Linked DNA regions of Rattus norvegicus: region 2 is linked to region 1. The links are chromatin contacts, called in public Hi-C maps. All regions are on one chromosome and are shown on one strand. The core of a region is the stretch at or near the end of the contact, and the rest is flanking DNA. Distances in the headings are between cores, read along the strand shown. Region 1 has its middle 140 kb from the start of Plekha5. Region 2 holds the start of Plekha5 (pleckstrin homology domain containing A5).

Region 1 (6,467 bases), core at 2,513-5,012:
GTTAGTGCAGCTCAGGAGGGTCAAGAATCCTCCCCAGGTCTCTTCTCTTCCTCTCATCGCTCAGGACTGACCCACGTGCCCAGGTTTCCTCCCTCATCCAGGTCTCCCCTGAACATCTTCAATGAAGGAAGACGGAACACGCATAGTACTCCCCCCCCGCCCCCGGCCCCCCAGATCAGAATGCAACAGAGCACAATATTGCCTGGTTCAAATGCATATTCTAGGGAGTCTTTTTTCCCCACTATTTTACCCTTTCCCACTGTCCCTACTTGAATTAAGCCAGAATCTCAAGGAGACAAGAGTTAAGGACTTCAGGCAGGAAAAGGAAAGAAAGTATAAAACCCTATGCTGCCATTCACTTAGTCCCACAAAAATCCCACAGTTACTAGCGCAAATCAATAGCAGAAAGCAAACTAATAAATATCTCATCTGCGGAGATTTGTAAATGAAGCGGATGTTGTCTAGAAACCAAACATACTAAATTCTAATTAATGTGTAACGCTTTATAAAATACAGTGAAAGAATTTAATCCCCTTTCCCCTTGAATTAGTGGTGCCTCTCTAATGAATCTGGCTGCTAATGAATTCAGCTCAGTCTAGTAAAATCAATGAAGCATTTCTATCGAATCGGTATTCAGACTGTGCGTCCATCGGCTTCGGCATGATACTTAACGTGTGAGCTACCCAAACACAGTTCCTTACCACCCAGGGCTCAAAGAGTCCCTACTTTAAGAACCAAAGGGAAAAGATGCTGATGTCATAGAGATAACTGCCCAAGGCAGACAGGTCCATGTCCTGCGTTTCCAATAGAGAAGCCAACCGGAATAAACATTAGAGATCGAAAACTGCATATGTTTGGTCAGCCACACAGACGCCTCCCCGCCCCCTTCAGAAGTCATTTGCAGAAGCCAGATTGGGGGGAAAGTGTAATATGAGAAGGATGCCTGGGTCCAGATGACGACAAATTCAAAGGGTCCGTTTTCAATCAGGGACAGGGTCTGAATTGTCACAGGGAAAGGAGCCAGCCACAGAGGCTGTTTATACTCCGGGAGCCTCGGGAAGTGGGGGCGGGGCTAAAAGTGTTCCAGGTAAAGCTGGCCAAAAGGCAGCCATTGTTTCAGCACACAGCCCAGCATGGCTCCACTGTCACAGTGAAAATGGAAAGGAGTCTGCTCTGGGCAGATCTCAGGAGATTTAGCAGCCTTGAGGACATTGTAAGAAAGTAGACTGCATAGGGAGATGGGTTTTCCTTGGAGGAAACGCCAGCTGCCACCCGTCAGCCATCAGCCAACGGTTCCCAAAGAGAAGGCTTAAATGGAAAAGCACTGAGTATATGTGAGCATGTGTCAGGAATGACTGGGAGTTCCAGCAGGGACTCGGTGAACTTGCAAAATGAAACTATAGATCTTCGTGGCCTCATTTGTAACCAACACCAGCGAAATGTGAGGATGTTAGGAACAGGCATAGTTTGTAAATTCATCTTCTTTTGCCTTGAAGTTAACTTTTCCAGTGTGTGTGTGTGTGTGTGTGTGTGTGTGTGTGTGTGTGTGTGTGTGTGTGATATGTGTGTGTCTCTGTGTGTGTCTGTGTGTGTGATGTGTGTGTCTCTGTGTGTCTCTGTGTGTGTGATGTGTGTGTGATGTGTGTGATATGTGTGTGTGTCTCTGTGTGTGATGTGTGTCTGTATGTGTGATGTGTGTCTGTGTGTGTGATGTGTGTGTGTCTGTGTGTGTGTGATATGTGTGTGTGTCTCTGTGTGTCTCTGTGTGTGTGTGATGTGTGTGTGTGATATGTGTGTGTGTCTCTATGTGTGTGTGTGTGATGTTTATGTGTCTGTGTGTGATGTGTGTGTGTGTCTGTGTGTGTGTGTGTGTGTGTGTGTGTGTGTTGTGTGCGGGTCAGAGAACAGCATTTGGGAATTGAGCCTCTCCTTGTACCATGTGGGTCCCAGGCTCCTCAGGTTTGGGGGCGACTCTCTGTACCCACTTTTTCAGCAGCTTCCATGTGTGAACTGATCTCTGATCTCACATCTCATTCCTTCCTTCTCAGGGACCCTGACTGTCTTTTGTTGCCTGTCTTTCTGAAATAAAGTGTCTATAATCTCCAAATTTACCTAGTAGATAACATCACTACCCATATAGTATTACTAAAAGGTATTTTGGTAACGAGAGCAACTTTCTGGCCAAATATGAAAATGCATGCAAATTTTTATTAATATGTGAGCATTAAAAAGGCTTTACAACTCCGGAACTTGCTGAATTCAGTCCTGTGGGCATTCAAACATCTTCCAAGAAATACGACTGCAGGAACATTTCTCCTAATCTACTCAGAACAAAAACAGGACCTTCCATTAAGGATAAAATTCAATCAGATGTAATCTTTGGCCTGAGTGCTTCCTCAAAGACTTTTGAGTTGATGGGCATCCAAATTCTTATTAAAACGTAATATGATGATGCAATTCTGTGTTCTATCTTTATATTCTTTATATCACATTTATAGATATCTACACATCATTTCTGGTCAATAAACGTATCTTAAATACCAATTATCTTAGCCCACAAACACACACACACACACACACACACACACACACACACACACACACAAAATTTCCTACCAATGCAGCACATTGGAATGATAAAAAGTCCAGGCCTGGGTAAAGATAGTCAGGGTACGTTAGGCCTGTCTGAAGTTTCTATTGATCTGATAAAATAACCCTGGTAAGAGCAACCACGTGAAGAGACCGTTTGTTTAGCTCACACTTTCAGATTATTGTCCATCATTGTGGGAGATCAGAGGAAGGAGCTCTGAGGAAATGACCTCATCACCACCACAACCAGGAACAGAGACCAGTGACCGCACGGCAGTGCCCAGTTCCACTTCCCTGCTGTCACGCAAGTCTGGGTCCTGTCTACTCACGGTACCCTACAGACGTGTTCACAGGCCACCCTGATCTAGACAATCCCTCACTGGGACTCTTTCCCCACTGATTCTAGATCGTCAGTTGACAATTAAAAGTAATCATTACAGGACAAGCAAAAGACTCAACGGGAAAAAGGTATGAGCCCCAAGGCCTGACCACATCAGCTTGATCCCCAAAACCTGTGAGTCCTCCAAGCCTCTGACCTCCAAAAGTGTACAGCTCTGTGTTGTTGTTGTTGTTGTTGTGGTGGTGGTGGTGGTGGTGGTGGTGGTGGTGGTGGTGGTGGTGGTGGTTTGAAATGCAGTCTCATTTAACCCAGGCTAGCCTCAAATTCTTGACCATAACAAATGAGTGAAATTCTGCTCCCAAGTCAGAAAACTTCAATGAAACTAATATATTTCTTGAGATAAAATTTCTTGAAAATCCTTTCATGGTATGAGAAAGGAGAAATATTTCTTAGGCAGGACCCAGAAAGACACACCCCTAAGAAAGAAAAATAAATAAATTTCAGCAGCAACAACAAAACTTATCCTTTTGCTATTTGAAAGATCTTGTGACAGGAGGGGGAAAAAAAGCAAGCCACAGATTGGTACAAGTGCTCACAGAGCCTTATCCCCAGAAAATAAAAAAATAAAATGTTCCCAGCACAAAATGAAGTCAAAGACTTATTTTTTTTTAATGGACCAAATATTGAAACAAAAACTTCTCAAAAGGAAATGTTAAGCCCAGAGCTGGCCTGACCACTGAGACAGATGACAGATGCTCCTGGTTCTGCCTCTGTGGAAACAGTGTGGGTGCTGAAGGCAGAGAGCCAGCTCTCAACATGAGCTTGCTGCCTGGGCTTCACAGCATCCCCTGGGACTTGGCCAGGCTCCCAGGCGCCCTCCTGACCTGGTGCCTTGGCCATACCAGAGGCAGAGCATAGCTTTCCTTTTAGTGCAGGCTTCAACCTCTGGGGGTGGGGTAGGGAGAGAATAAGTTAAAAAAGTTAATCAGAGAGAGACAGAGACAGAGACAGAGACAAACAGAGACAGAGAGACAGAAACAGAGAAAGAGAGACAGAGACAAAGAGAGACAGAGAAAGAGAGACAGAGAGGCAGAAAGATTCAGAGAGACATGGGGGAAGGAAAGGATGGATGAGGGAGGGAGGGAGGGAGGCTGAGAGGGAGGGAGGCTGGGAGGGGAGAGGCTGGGAGGGAGGGAGGCAGGATGCCAGGCTGAGTATAATGGTCCATGCCTGTAATCCCAGCATTTGGGAGGCTCAGGCAGGAGGATGTCCTTGAGTTCAAGGCCATCTAGGGTACATATAAAGACATTGTGTCAAATAAATAAAGTAGGAGGAAATAAGAGGGAAGGAGAATCTACCAAAAGGCATTTTGTTAAAACATGTCATAATAAGATTTAATCCCGTGAACACTAATTCAAAAACTTTAAAATGATTCAGTGGTTAAGAGCACTGACTGCTCTTCCTGAGTTTAATTCCCAGCAACCACATGGTGGCTCGCAACCATCTGTAATGAGATCTGATGCCCTCTTCAGGTGTGTCTGAAGACAGCTACAGTCTACCCATATACATAAAATAAATCTAAAAGAACAAAAACTTTAAAAGAAAGATTACTAAGTCATTAAATTTAATTTTTTTAAAAATGAAAATATCTACCAAAGAGCTCATGGAAAGACTACTCACATCGAGGGCAAGTAGAGAAATGAAAATGTCTCTGATCCAAAGATGAGCCCTCTTGCCTCCTCCATCCCTCTGTCTCTTGCCTGCTCTCCTAACATAAAACAGTTTCCACCCTGGGATAGATGATCCAGCAAAAAGATCCTTCACACGCCCAATCTCCCTTGATCCTGAGCTTCCAGTCTGGACCTACCACAGAACTCTGTTCTTTATAAATTAGACAGACTCAGGTATTCTGTCATAGCAAAAAGAAAAGTACTCTAAGATAGTAATTTTCTTTTTCCTTTTTTTCTTTTTGAACCTTAGTCACTCTCAGTAGCTCCACAGAAGATTCCATAGGTTTTACTCTCACTGAACCTTTATCTAAAAAGTATGACTAATACCATGTACTTACCTGTTCTGAGATGAGAACTGTTTTAAATAATTCATGTGGACCACTTAGCACAATGATTGGCTCATAGTAAGAATAATAACATAAACTCAATGGCTGCTGGGAAGGTGTCTTAGCTAGGGTTTTACTGCTGTGAACAAGACACCATGACCAAAGCAAGTCTTATAAATTACAGCATTTAACTGGGGCTGGCTTACAAGGTCAGAGGTTCAGTCCATTATCATCAAGGTAGAAGCATGGCAGCATTCAGGCAGGCATGGTGCATGGAGCTGAGAATTCTACATCTTTGTGAGTTGATGTCATTATGCAACTGAAGGCAGGCAAGTTAGGTCAAGGTCATGGTTGGATAGTAAAAAATATGTCAGGGACATAGCTTTTATAAGGAAGGCGAGAAGGAGAAGAAAGGAGAATCAAGATGGAGACAAGGGAGGATGACCCAGATCCAGGTGGTCTTGAATTGCTGAAATGGATTTCTGTAGGCAAATTTATCCTATGTAGGTGGGCGGTTTATATCAATTGGTTGTAAGTTTATTATGTGTATGTATTGTGGATTGAGAATTTAACGTATAAATCTGATCGCTAGGTTTTAGTTTATCGTCTTGATTTTACCTGGTAGCTGGGAGTTGATACTTTAACTACCAGAGGGCGGTTGCTGGGAGTGTGGGCAGAGTCCCTGGCCGGGAGCCATAATAGGCCAGCCCCTGCTAGACTTCCAGAGCCCAGATTTTACCCGGTAGCTGGAACCAGAAAGTTCGTGACTAGCAGAGAGCCGTCAGGAGAGATACTTAAATCTAAGACAAATTAGCACTAGTTCCAGTGGCCTGTTGGAGCCAGAACTAGTGACCACCAGAGTACTCATGGGAACCGGTTCTTCTGCCTTTTTATTTTTACCACAACACATCTTCATCCAAAAGGAAGCCAGAAACAGACTGGGCATCCACAGGCAGCTAGGAGGAAGATTTCCAAGGCCACTCTCACTGTGACACACTTCCTCCAACAAGGCCACACCTTAGAAGGTGCCACTCCCTGAAACGAGCATACGCAAACCATCCCAGAAGGTTAAAGGTAACATGGGCACTGCAGTCCCTTAAGTTTCCCTGAGTGGGGGAAAAAAAAGAACTCTGAGATAGCAATTAGGAAAGACATGAATTATTCGGGAGAGCGATCCAGGTAAGAAATGGCAGAGAAAACGCTGAGGTAAAATGACTCAGATAAACGTGGTTTGGGGCCACCATCAGATCTATATTCTACCAGTTCTATCTAGTTAACAGTAATGGAAATCAACATGGAGGCAGGAGAAAGCAGGAGGTAAGGAGCTTAGGAGTGTCTAGCTTGAGAAAGAGCAGAACATGTCTGATAGACAGAGATAAGCGTCCTGAAAAGGCCGTTCTGAAAACAATGCACAAAGATGAACACAAAGAGGCCATGCCCTGAGACAGAGAAGTGAAGTGCAATCTGTCACTGCCAGGATGT
Region 2 (6,467 bases), core at 2,362-4,861, 130 kb after region 1:
TTTTTTTTAAAGTTCCTAAAGGTAAGCAAATGAATTTGCAGGGGTCTTATATATGATTTAGTTAGTGGGGTGTGTGTGTGTGTGTGTGTGTGTGTGTGTGTGTGTGTGTGTGCGCGCGTGCTTGTCAGGGGTTTTGAGGTAAGACTTCTCACCTTCCACCCTGTGCACCTAGAGGCTTGGCCGCAAGCTCCTTTGCCATCTCGCATGGATCTGTTGTTTTCTAAGATGTCACCTTGTTGTGTTCTTGTGCTCTGAGCTAGGAGTTCTTCAGATCAAGGAGTGCCCCTGTGAATGGGGAGGGTGATTCTTTTCAGTGATTTTCAAAAATATTTATTTATTTATTTATTTATTTATTTATTTATTTATTTATTTAGGGGAAGTGTGGCTGTCAGAGTGGGGATGGAGGTTGGATGACAACCTTGAGGAGCAGGTTATCTCCTCCCATCATGTAATCTAACTCAGGCTACCTCACTGGCCCTTTCCTTAGGACTCTTAAGCCTCTTCTTTTGAGGAAGTGACAGTCACAGGATGTTCCTTCTCAAAAGACAGAATCAAGAAATAAGAAATCAAATCGTCTCACAGGCTGGAAATATATATATATAAAAGACAATAAGAAGCAGACGTTGGATATGAGTTTAGGCGTGACTCAGTCCTGCAGAGGTGTAAGGTGATAAAAGGATTTGTTATTGGGTAATAAACTCCATTGAGGGGTTGAGGCATCAGGAAGAAAATTAAACAGGCCCAGGGCTGACTCAAGGTTAAGGAGAGTCGGCAATAGGAAAGGCATGATCAAACAGACCTGATAAAAAAGTGTGGCCGTAAGGAAAGGGCACTTCAGGAAGATTTTAAGAGAATAAGAATTTTACCCATTAACAGTGAGGAATTATTTAGAGTCCTCAACATTGTAACGTCTGAAGCTGCTTTTACCGGCTCTGAAGGTCACGAGGGCTATCATCTACCCCAGTCAAAGCCCGTCTCGCTTTGTATACACATCATTAGCTTTTTTATTTGCTGCTTTCCCCAAACTTCGGGACACAGAGAATTATTCTTGAGAGTCTAGACTACATAGGGAATGGTGGTGCACACCTTTAGTCCCAGCACTCTGGAGGCAGAGGCAGGCAGATCTCTTTGATTTAGCCAGGTCAACAGAGGAAGTTCCAGGACAGCCAGGGCTAGGCAGTGAAATCCTGTCTCAACAAACAAACAAACAAAAAACAAATGAAAGATTCTAGATACTATTTGAGAACTGCAAATGATGTTTTTTCTTTTTGAAAAATTTTTTTTAATTTTACTTTTCTAGGATATTTTATGTATTTGCATTTCAAATGTTATCCCCCTTTACCCCTCCTACTCCCCCTGCTTCTATGAGGATGCTCTCATTCCCACCCACCTGCTTCCACCTCACTGCCCTAACATTCCTCTATACTGGGGCATTGAGCCTTCACAGGACCAAGGACCTCTCCTCCTATTGATGCCAGACAAGGCATCCTTTGCTACATATGTGACTGGAGCCATGGGTCCCTCCATGTGTACTGTCTGGTTGGCGGTTTAGTCCCCGGGAGCTCTGGGGAGTCTGGTTGGTTGATATTGTTGTTCTTCCTATGGGGTTACAAACCCCTTCGGCTCCTTAAGTCCTTTCTCTAACTCCTCCACTGGGGTCCCTGTGCTCAGTCCAATGGTGAGCTGCAAGCATCCTCACCTGTATCAGTGAGGTTCTGGCAGAGCATCTCAGGAGACATCCATGCAAATGTTTTTCTTTTCTTCCTTCTCTCTGTCTCTCTTAATACCTCCCCAAACCTCAAGCATAGAGTCTACAGTCTACTATTGAACTACACCCTTAACCCTTGGTTGTGATTTTTAAAGATACAAAAGTTAATCTGTATTGCTTTTTGAGATGTGCTTTCTGCGAACACATCTTGTGGTAGCAAAAGATCCAGCGTTAAATAGAAGCCTACCACAGCACACAGCCAACGTGGAGACTTCTCGGTGGTATTCAAACATTCAAAGCCCACAGCAGGACCATCGAGCACTAGATTTGTAAGCCACTGTGGCATTTGGGAGGTTTTTTTTAGTTTGCAATGGTAGCAGAATCAAGAGTCAGCAGCTCTTCACATCCTTGCTGTGCTGTTCCAGTGACCACGGATGCTAATGTTGGACATTTCCTGCTAGCTATTCATTGATTTAAAAAAAAAAAGTCATATTTTCCAGAGACTGGGCAGGAGATAAGATGTCAAAAAGTAATAAGGACTGAAATGAAGGAGTAGAATACAAAGGAACCCCAAAGAGAAAACATTACAGCGATGGTATTTTTTTTTTCCTCCTGTATATGCAGATGGACAGGAAAATTATAGCAGTAATTGCAGTCTCTGTTTCACCAGAGACGTATGGCCTTGGGGAGTCAGGAGATAGGAGAAAAAGCCAATGAAAATGCACTCTCATCGGGAGCTTTGGCCAAGGGCATTCGACCTCCCTGTGCCTTGGTTTCCTTAAAGGTTGAAAAGGATGATTTACCTATTTTAGTTACTGAGAAGATGAAGGAGATAATGCTTCAGAAGCACCTAAAACTGGTCAGGGGAAAAAAAGGTGCTTCGAGAATGCCAAGTTATACTATTATTATTGAACTGTGTCTCCTTTTGGGATGAGTCACTTGCTGCAAAGCCTTGGTGACAATTCCAAGTGTGATGACGGATCAGGGGCAGTAAGGAGCAAGCACAGTGCTCTTGGTGCCAAGGGAGGTCTTACTAGTAGTGAACCCTTTCTTTGTTCAAAAGACAAGGGGAGTGGGGGTGTCAAGGCATTAAAAAAAATACTATACAGCAACGTATTCATTCAAACAGACTCTTGAAAATCTATAGGCGATTTGAACTCAGGCTTTGCCATTTTCCCCATAACTCGGGGCACAATCACCTTTGTTCCTTTATATTTTCCCTCCCCCGTCCCCTCAACTCTGTGAAATATAGACAATCAGGATGTAAATGTCCACTATCCCAAGGACTCCGTAAAGTAAATTGCCCTTGTAATAAATGAGGGAGATCGGGAGCCTAGAAATTCACGTTGATAATCCAGTGCATCTTTTTAAGAAGAGGAAAAGGCAAGTTTTTATTTTCTAAACTGTTATATGACTCAGAAGCCTAGGAAGAAAAAAAAAAAAAACAGTAACAAAAAGACCTTAAGTCTGAATCAGTCCCATTTCAGTGGTCCGAGCTCACTCGTGGACCCTCCTTTATTTGGCACGCCACACATCAGAAAAGCCTTTCCCAAAAGCAGTTTTCCAGTTCAACGCCCGGCGTCTCTCTGAGTAGCTCCTGGCTAGGCAGTAGCTGGTGCAAAACCTCACGGGTTCGGAGCCGAGCCCTCCGGGTGGGCGCCGGCGGGACCCGACCCCGGAACCTTCGCGCGGCGCGGGCGGGGCGCGGGGGAGGGCTTTGGCGGGGGCGCGGCGCCGCTTCGCCCAGCCTCCGAGCGAGCGCAGCGCGGGCCGGCGGCCGGCCACGGAGATGCCGAAGGGCGGCGACGCGGGCCGGACTCAGCCGGGGCGGCAGGGAGGGCGCCGCCCGAGGGGGTAGGGCGGCAGCGGGGGCGCGCTCGGGCCGGGCCGCGCGCCCTGCGCTCGGTTCGCTCGCTCGCTCGCTCGCTCGCTCGCGCCCTCCTTCCTCAGCAGCGGCGGCAGCGGCGGCACAAGGCGGCGGCGGCCGGGGAGCAGACATGGCGGCCGACCTGAACCTGGAGTGGATTTGTTCGCTGCCGCGCTCCTGGACGTACGGGATCACTAGGGGCGGCCGCGTCTTCTTCATCAAGTGAGCGGGCGGGGGAGGCGCCGCGGGGCGGCTGGGGTGGGGGGGACGGCGGGAGCGAGCGGGCCGGGGGCCCCGCGGGTCGCCCCTCGCGCGGCTCAGCTCCCGTCCCTTCTCTTCCCTGCAGCGAGGAGGCCAAGAGCACCACCTGGCTGCACCCGGTCACCGGCGAGGCCGTGGTCACCGGGCACCGGCGGCAGAGCACAGGTAGGACGAGCCGGGGCTGCGGCTCGGGGCCACCTGGCGGGGTTAGAGGTGCTCCGGGCTCCGCGCGACTGAGTCCCGGGGCGCCTTTCTTCTCCGCCTTTTCATCTGCACTTGGAGACGGCGCCCTCTTCCTGCGCCCTGGTCCCCATCCCTACCCCGACACCCCCGTAGGATGGGCGACGCCCCTCTATCCCAGATCGCCCCCGTCTCAGCCTCCAGCACCCTTCACGAATTTCTCGCCTGCTCCCCTTTGCTCCCCGTACTCCAGCACCCCCGCGTTGAGACGGTCCCGCATCCTCACCCTGCTCCCCAGAGAACTGCCTTCTGCCAAGCAGCTTCCTCCTCCTCCTCCACCTCCTACTTCTCCTAAGTGGGACTGTGGGTAGGTGACTGATGGAAGAGTTAGGGGTGCTGCAGTGCCCCCCCCCCAACAATGTGATCCAAACGCCGGTGAGTCCCCTCCTGCGACCCGAGGAGCAGCTGGAGTTAGGACACTGGAGCGGCGGGCGCCGCCGCAGCCAGTGATCCCGGCTCAAAAGTCCCCAGTAGCTGCAGCCAAGCTGCACGTACCACCAGCAGGCGGTGGGCGAGCCAGGGCGGTCCCGCATGGGGGCATTCGGGCCCCAGTTCTGCGAGGAAACGCATCTCAGGTTGCTTTGATAGCTTTCTTGAATGCCTAGCTTGAGTTGAGCCAGAGGAGGGCTTGTAGTGGTTTCAGTGCGAGTCCGGCTTTCTTTTGTCATTCTTTGTTTACATTCAACCAACTTGTTTGCTTGAAACGTAACGTGAGTGCACAGACTGGCCCGCCTCTATTCCCGGTGACTGCAAAGGCTTGAGAACAGTTGGGTCGAAGGTGAGGCCGGTTCAGCCGTCCCCTTAGGTACTTTTCTCCCCAACTCTGAGGTTCCCAGAATTTCCTATTAAAGTTGCCAGAAGGGTGAACAAACCTGCCTTTTCTGTTAAACGCTGGAGTTGAGTGAACTGACTAATAATGTGTCCAGATTTGCAAAACTGTGGAGGAGGAAAGGGAAGGCTGCTGCAGCGAGCGTGTGAGGTTACATTTTTAGGGCATTTCTGACTAATAAACCGACATGCTTCCTAACTCCCTGTTCGGTCTTCGGCTTCAGCCTGCTTTGTACACTATATGGCACTTTGATAGCCTCGTTACTTTAGTGGCCATGGACACTATTATTTCATGGAAGACAATATATGATTAAAAGAATTTAACCAAATGTTTTATGGCATTATTTCAGGCTTGTTTGGGTTATGTATGACACGAATGTCTTTGAATTACCCTTACAGATTAAATAGCAGCCACATGCCAGAAATATTTTTTCCTGTGATGTGATTTCACATTTACCTATTTATTTATTCTTGTTTGATTTACTTTGCTTGGGCTCCGGTTTTGTACACACACGGATGCCTTTCCGTTTTGGAGATGTATGATTAAGTCCAGACCACTTGTCATCCTAAGTACCATGTGGCACATAAAGATACAGTCGCTCACTTGAAACTTCACATCTCTTAAGGTCAAGTGTATTGAAACACGTGCGTCAGCCAGTTTCCCACTAACTGAGCGCTTGAGTTCTTTTCATGGTAGATGAAAATCTAGATGTGTTTGGATTGAAAAGTGGGGTTTTGAATTGACAAGATATACCTAAAAAGGCGGGGTTGGGGATTTGGCTCAGTGGTAGAGCGCTTGCCTAGGAAGCGCAAGGCCCTGGGTTCGGTCCCCAGCTCCGAAAAAAAGAAAAAAAGGAAAAAGATATACCTAAAAAGGCAAAATGCTGCCATTTGGGGTTTGTGCCAATCAGTGATGGGTATTTTACAAGGTTTTGAAGACTTTGCCTTTCGGAGTATCAGAGTATAGTCCTTTCCCACCCTGACTACTATTAAAGGGAACAGTTATGTTATTATTATCTTAAATATTGCTGGAACTTTCCTGGTGGCTTTAAATTTGAATTATCACCTTCCAAATTCCAAGTAATGTTATATTGATTGACTAATGATCTTGCCAGCCAAGACTTTGGATGGACACATACTTAAATGAATGTAGCTAATGGTGAAGACAGATAAGAAAGGTTTAAGCTTATTTTGCAATCTCACTGAAGTAATACTAACTATAATGTATATTTTTTAGATTTGCCCACTGGCTGGGAAGAAGCATATACATTTGAAGGCGCAAGATACTATATAAAGTGAGTGAATTTTGATTGCTTCCCTTGGTAACTCAAATGTTGTAATGAACCTGAAGTTGGATACTTGTGAGTCTAGACACAATCATATCTTAAAGTCTATTATACAGTATTAATTATATCCTTTATATGGTTATGAAATTTTGAGGGGGAGGGTAGCCCTTTTCATTCATTATCTTGTTATTTACCTGGGTATTCACGGATTCACAGATTGCAGATTAGGTCACTTTTTACCACGTTAGTTTGCTTGATGTTCAGTAGGCTTCTGTGG

The links. A called contact is a pair of places that touch in the nucleus more often than the background predicts.
Region 2: a Hi-C map of Schwann cells shows a contact between it and region 1, with 3 times the contacts expected there. The contact joins the promoter of Plekha5 here to the enhancer-like site in region 1. A contact is called at or near these places in 4 of 12 Hi-C or Micro-C datasets (Schwann cells, frontal cortex, liver and 1 more).

What each region holds. Positions count from the first base shown.
Region 1 is chr4:174,926,694-174,933,160 of GRCr8, forward strand. No RefSeq gene overlaps it. Among named protein-coding and RNA genes, the nearest start is that of Plekha5, 140 kb to the right of the region's middle. Within about 2 kb of position 3,763, at least 17 of the 93 cell types and tissues checked have an H3K27ac peak or open chromatin away from gene starts, as enhancers often do. A contact at or near this core is called in Schwann cells, where this site is marked.
Region 2 is chr4:175,061,572-175,068,038 of GRCr8, forward strand. Plekha5 (pleckstrin homology domain containing A5) reads left to right here and starts at 3,612. Exons shown (of 32, transcript NM_139340.3): 1 at 3,612-3,797; 2 at 3,922-4,001; 3 at 6,142-6,199. The coding sequence starts at 3,706.